Linked DNA regions of Sus scrofa: region 2 is linked to region 1. A link is a contact called in public HiChIP or PLAC-seq data. All regions are on one chromosome and are shown on one strand. Each heading gives the region's core, a stretch centred on a gene start, on an enhancer-like site or on the middle of the called end of the contact. The rest is flanking DNA. Distances are from core to core; before and after follow the strand shown. Region 1 overlaps LOC102161511 (a long non-coding RNA gene). Region 2 overlaps RCAN2 (calcipressin-2).

Evidence for each region. HiChIP or PLAC-seq counts read pairs in DNA pulled down with a chosen protein or histone mark.
Region 2: an H3K27ac HiChIP or PLAC-seq map of skeletal muscle shows a contact between it and region 1, with 2.6 times the contacts expected there. The contact joins two enhancer-like sites. A contact is called at or near these places in 2 of 47 Hi-C or Micro-C datasets (fetal liver and subcutaneous adipose tissue) and 1 of 2 datasets of contacts at active chromatin or transcription factors (skeletal muscle).

What each region holds. Positions count from the first base shown.
Region 1 is chr7:40,879,940-40,882,801 of Sscrofa11.1, reverse strand. The region is part of intron 1 of LOC102161511 (a long non-coding RNA gene); the gene reads left to right. Among named protein-coding and RNA genes, the nearest start is that of ENPP4, 15 kb to the left of the region's middle. Within about 2 kb of position 1,406, at least 8 of the 83 cell types and tissues checked have an H3K27ac peak or open chromatin away from gene starts, as enhancers often do. A contact at or near this core is called in skeletal muscle, where this site is marked.
Region 2 is chr7:41,149,130-41,152,133 of Sscrofa11.1, reverse strand. The region is part of intron 2 of RCAN2 (calcipressin-2); the gene reads left to right. Among named protein-coding and RNA genes, the nearest start is that of RCAN2, 130 kb to the left of the region's middle. Within about 2 kb of position 1,298, at least 4 of the 83 cell types and tissues checked have an H3K27ac peak or open chromatin away from gene starts, as enhancers often do. A contact at or near this core is called in skeletal muscle, where this site is marked.

The sequences.
Region 1 (2,862 bases), core at 157-2,656:
TGGTTCCTAGTCGGATTTGTTTCTGCTGCACCACGACAGGAACTCCAAGAGCTGACCCTGATTTTAAGGGCTGTGGAAGAGCCCCTGAAAGCCTCCTTCTTAACCCAGCTTTGGTGCGAGAGAAGGTCAAGGGTGTCCTGGGGCCCGTGGGTGGTAAAGGGAGGGAGGAGACGAGGAAGACAAGGCCACTGCGTGATCCCAGACAAACCTTGCGTGAGTACGGTCTGTTCCCGCCTGCGTGCTCCTGGCTGTCGCCTCCGCCGCCGCCGCCGCCGCCGCCCCTGCCGCCCCTGGTCAGACCCGCACTGCCTCTCCCTGCCCTGACCTGACACCCCAGGCTGGGCCTCGGGCTTAGGGACCATGAAACCAGAAGGGACTAGAACAACAAGAGGCCTGTGGCAACCGCTGGTCCACAGCAAGCATTTTGACTGTTGTTTTGCCAGATAATATGCCCTGATGACCTGTGGTCGCCTCCAGGGACATGAGCCAGGCTTCCTCTTGAGGCAGGAGGTAGGTGAGCTCAGGGAGGTGGTTGGGAAGAATTCTCAGTTTTCATTTTGTAGTCTTTGGTAGCTTTTGAATTTCTTATATCGTGCCTGCTTTTGTGTGTTTCTTCTATGACTCAAAGTTAAAAGTATATAAAGTGACTTTTAAAAGTTAGAGTAAGACGGAACGGCACCTGCCTGCTTGGGCCTAGACAAATTGCTTGGCCCCTTAGGGGTGTGGAGCTGGAGCACGGAGGTGGGGCAGGGCAGGTGAGAGGGTGGGTGCAAGTCCTCAGCCTGTGCCAGCACAGATGGCATCATGGGCCAGCCTCTGGCACCACCCGGGGGCAAAGTTGCAGAGCTCTTAACTTGGGCAAACCCCAGAACCTTTTCACACCTCAGTTCCCTCCTCTTTAAAATGGGAGTAGATCTTTTTTTTTTTTTTAACCTTTTCTAGGGCTGCTCCCTTGGCATATGGAGGTTCCCAGGCTAGGGGTCTAATCGGAGCTGTAGCCACCAGCCTACACCACAGCCACAGCAACATAGGATCCGAGGCATATCTGCAACCTACACCACAGCTCATGGCAACACCGGATCCTTAACCCATGGGGCAAGGCCAGGGATCGAATCCACAACCTCTTGGTTCCTAGTCGGATTCATTAACCACTGAGCCTCCACGACAGGAACTCTGAAATGGGAGTAGATCTTAATCCAGCCAACTAACAGGATTTGGGACTTTTGTTTTGTTTTCCTTTGGTTTTGTGCTTTCCTGGCGACTTGAACTTGATATTTCCGTGCATTGTAGGTGTGACATAGTGATTGGATATTGAAACAAGGGGAAGGGTCAATGGCAGACAAAATGCCTAGAGCCAGGTTGGGAGGAGTTAACGACCTGACACACGTTGTAATGACCTACTTCCCCCTGGCATCTCTGCAGAGCTAAAAACAGGACCTCAGTTCTGTCATTTCCAAGAAAAGAAAGCCTATGGCCTTAGCTGTGTTTTTGATGGTCTTACGAATTTTAAATAACCACAGGAAAGCATGGGAGACTCTTCTTGAGATATAAATCTCTGTTTCTGTCCTTTTAGAAGCTTCGCAAACAAAGTACTGTCAAAATAATCACTGTTCTGCCAGTCATGTTAATGAGGAAATTCTGTTTTAACAATTTTCCTTCCCTTTCCTCCTGGAGGTAGGCCCAGAGAATGCCAGCTCAAAGGCCAAATTATCCACACATGCATCCATAGTTAAATGCATGGGCAAGAGCTTGCATCTGCACGGGTTTTTTTAAATTGAGGCATAGTTGATTGACAATGTTGTGTTAATTCTAGATGTACAACACATATGTATACGTATATATATATATCATATTCTTTTTCATTTGTAGGTTATTATAAGATACTGAATATAGTTCCCTGGGTTCTGTAGTAGATCTGTGTTGTTTCTCTGTTTTCTATGTAGTGGTGTGTCTCTGTTAATCCCAAACTCCTGGCTTATCCCTCCCTCTCACTTTCCCTTTTGGGTAATGGTAAGTTTGTTTTCTGTGTCTGTGACTCTGTTTCTGTTTTGTAAATAAGTTCATTTGTGTCATTTTTTAGATTCGACATAAAAGGGAGATCATGTGGTATCTGTCTTTCCCTGTCTGACTTACTTCACTTAGTATGAGAATCTCTGGGTCCCTCCATGTTGCTGCAAATGGCATTATTTCATTCCTTTTTATGGCTGAGTAGTATTCCACTGCATACATGTACCATATCTTCTTTATCCATTTTTTTCCTGTCTTTTGTTTTTTTAGGCCCACACCTGTGGCATATGGAGGTTCCCAGGCTCGGGGTCGAATCGGAGCTACAGCTGCCTGCTTATACCACAACCATAGGAATGCAGAATCCGAGCTGTGTCTGCCACCTACACCACAGCTCACGGCAATGCCTGATCCTTAACCCACTGAGCAAGGCCAGGGATTGAACGTGAGTCCTCATGGATACTAGTCAGGTTTGTTAACCACTGAGCCACAATGGGAACTCCTCTTTGTTCTTCTGTTGATGGATGTTTAGGTTGCTTTCATGTGTTGACTATTGTAAAATACATCTGCAGATTTTAAACTGATTTTACTATAGAACTAGCTTCATGGTTTTCCTGAGTTGTAGATGTGCATGGCCTTGGTATAAATAAATAATTACACACGTGCATATGTATACACATAAACTAGTAAGGCAATCTAAAAATAGAGGGAAAAAAAAGTACAATTCTTCCACAACCCTACTAACCAGTTATAACTGCTCATGACAGTTGTGTGTTGTGTGTATTTTTGAAAAAATGTTTTCTTTGGCATACATTTACATTTTTTCCTTTGTCTATACATCAGAAAGACCAATAGCCG
Region 2 (3,004 bases), core at 49-2,548, 270 kb before region 1:
GCCAATCAGTGTGCTAAATCCGCCCCCCTGCGATATATACCAATTTTGTTCTTAAGAAACTTCTGTTCTGGGTTCAGTATCTTTAGTGGGGGACAAGGTTTCAGAGGCCCGTGTTGAGCCCTCTTTAGCAGGGCTGCTGCAGCTTGACTTGTACCCTCCAGACCCCAGGGGTATCCTGGACCGAGTGAGTGACGGGTGCCCTGAGGCTTGTGCAGTGTACAGCCGGCACAACCGAACATGGCGGCTCTTTTAAATGTCTCCCACTTTATGAATAAAGATGGCAGGACTCATTGGATCATCATGACGTCCCTACGTCCCAAGACATAGGGGATTTCCATAGATCTCCGGTTACGGATTCGCCTGTAAAGCCTGCATGTCTGTCTGGATGGGATCACTCCCAGAAGACCAGTTTTCAAGCTCCAGGAGCAATAACATCTGGTAATAATAGCACCTGCTGTTGTTGTTTTGAGTGGCTTAGGCCTTGGGCCAGGTATTCATCAGCTGGTAGTTCCAGCTGCCCAAGCTGAGTGATGTTTGTTAAGTAGTCCTTTATCCCATTCCATTTCCTCTCTTGTGTTGACTCCCTCCAAAGACGTCGTTTATATAAATCACCAGTTTTGATGGTTCATAAACAAATCATGGAGCCCACGGCATCTGGGAGGCACACTGCAGCCTTTCTAAACTGGCACTGTGGGTATCAGCCCATGAATGGCCACCAGCTTCATTGTGAGAAATTAACTCAGCGATCAGCACATGTTTAGTCAGTGTCTACTCTGTGCAGGTGCTGTGACTTGCTGTGACGTGACAGATGCTGTAAGAAGGCAAACAATCAGAGCGGCAGCTGATGGTTTCTGAATTCTCATGCATTACCCATATGGGGCTTGTTTTAATCCTGGACGTTTATGAGGTCACTCTTAACATCTCTATTGTAATAGCTGAGGAAACTGAGACATAGAGCAGGTAGAGTAACCCACAGTCATATAATTAATAAGTGGTCACATGGGGGGCGTTGAACCCAAAGCTTTCTGACTCCAGATTTCATGCTCTGAACAAGTATCCTCTACTATTTTTCCCTCCCTGACCCCCCCTCCACCCACCAAGCTGGTCAGGATATAGCCTCATCTTTACAACGCATACATTAATGGACTGATAGGATTTTAGGAAAAAGTGAATGTGAATGCTTTATAAAAAGCAAGAAGGAAGATCCTTATTTAAGCCGACCGAATAGTATGGATGGAACAAACTGGGAATGACCTCAGGAGCACTCTGCCCCATTAGGTAATTTCTGCCAGAAAAAGACAGCTGCGCCCTTGGCTCTGTTGGTCCTCAGTTGGTTAATAACAAATAACTCTGTACCCTCAGCCCCTTGTTCTTTGACTTGGGGCTACACTTCACAGCTGACTCACCCTGCCGGTTCCGCTGGGAATTCTGCTCCTCTGATTTAGTCACGTAAGAGAGCATTATGGGAGTTTCCTGACTGCCAGGATGGGACACTGCTCGCCTCTGAACGTTTTCCAAGCTAAAGTCATTTCTGAGCGGTTCTCCTGAGGAGATCTCTAGGGTCTTAATTAAGTCTTTGAACCAGTGCTTGAGGAGTCACTGGTCTTCCATTTGAGCAGACTAGTGACTGTGTGGCGTGTCCCCCTGAGCATTCAGTGATGGGGGTGTGGGGGGAAGTGTATTTCAGCCCCTCCATTCTTCAGGAGAGAATGCTGTTTTGCCTTCTCATTTAGCTGCCAGCTCTGGCTGGACACAGAGTCTGGGGTCTCCAGCCTATGAAACGTGGGTTTGCAACCTGGAAGGAAAAGCATTAGGGAAAATAGGCTGGATGGTATGGGTCCCCACTCTGCCTTGGGTATATTCTTTTTTCTTCCATTTTTAAAGTTTTATTTTTTTATTTTTATGGCCACACCTGCAGCATATGGAAATTCCACTCTGGCTAGGGATCAAATCCAAGCCATAGCTGTGGCCACACTGGATCCTTTAACCCACTGAGCTGGGCCTGGGATCGAACCTGTACCTCTGCAGTGACCCGATCCTCTGCAGTTGGAAACTTAACCCACTGCACCATTTTTTTAAAGTTTTATTGAAATATGGTTGATTTACAATGCTGTGATGATTTCTGCTGTAAGGCAACGTGATTCAGTTATATATACACACACATCCATTCTTTTTTTTTTTTTTTTTTGTCTTTTTAGGACCACACCTGCAGCATATGGAATTTCCCAGGCTAGGGGTTGAACTGGAGCTGCAGCTGGCAGCCTACACCACAGCCACAGCAGTGCAGGATCTGAGCCATGTCTGCGACCTACACCACAGCTCAGGGCAACACCAGATCCTTAACCAATTGAGCAAGGCCAGAAATTGAACCCTCAGCCTCATGGATACTGGTCGGGTTCATTACTGCTGAGCCATGACGGGAACTCCCACACATCCATTCTCTTTCAAATTCTTTTCCCACACAGCTTATCATAGAATATGGGTAGAGTTCCCTGTGCTATACAGCAGGTCCCCGTTGGTCAGTCATTCCATAGACCTCAGCGTGCACATGCCTTAGGTATAGTCTAAGCTCTGTCTTTCTAGTTAGAGCTCCAGAAGGCAATATCTGGGAACTGTTTCTTCTCATGGAACTGCCCTTGCATTTCCCAGGCTATTCTGAGATAATAACCATAGGAAAATCACATCTTTCTTTTGCAATATGAATCGCCCTGGAGGGCAGCATCCAGCCTGCCACTACATGCCCTGCACACATTTCCACATAAGCAGCTGCTTTCATCACTTAATGCCAAGAGGAAGAAGAAAAGAAACAAAACCTTGCTTCTGCTGAGGTTGTGCTCTGCTTCCTCCTCTCTGATAGGATCTTGTAACTCTCATCCTTGCCTGTCCGCAGGGAGGCCCAGAGCCCATTCTCCAGAAATGACCTCAGTCCTGCTGGTCAGTTCACCTCAACTTTCATGGTCTCAGTGCTCCAGTTTGATTTCATTATCAGTACTCTATGTGGATT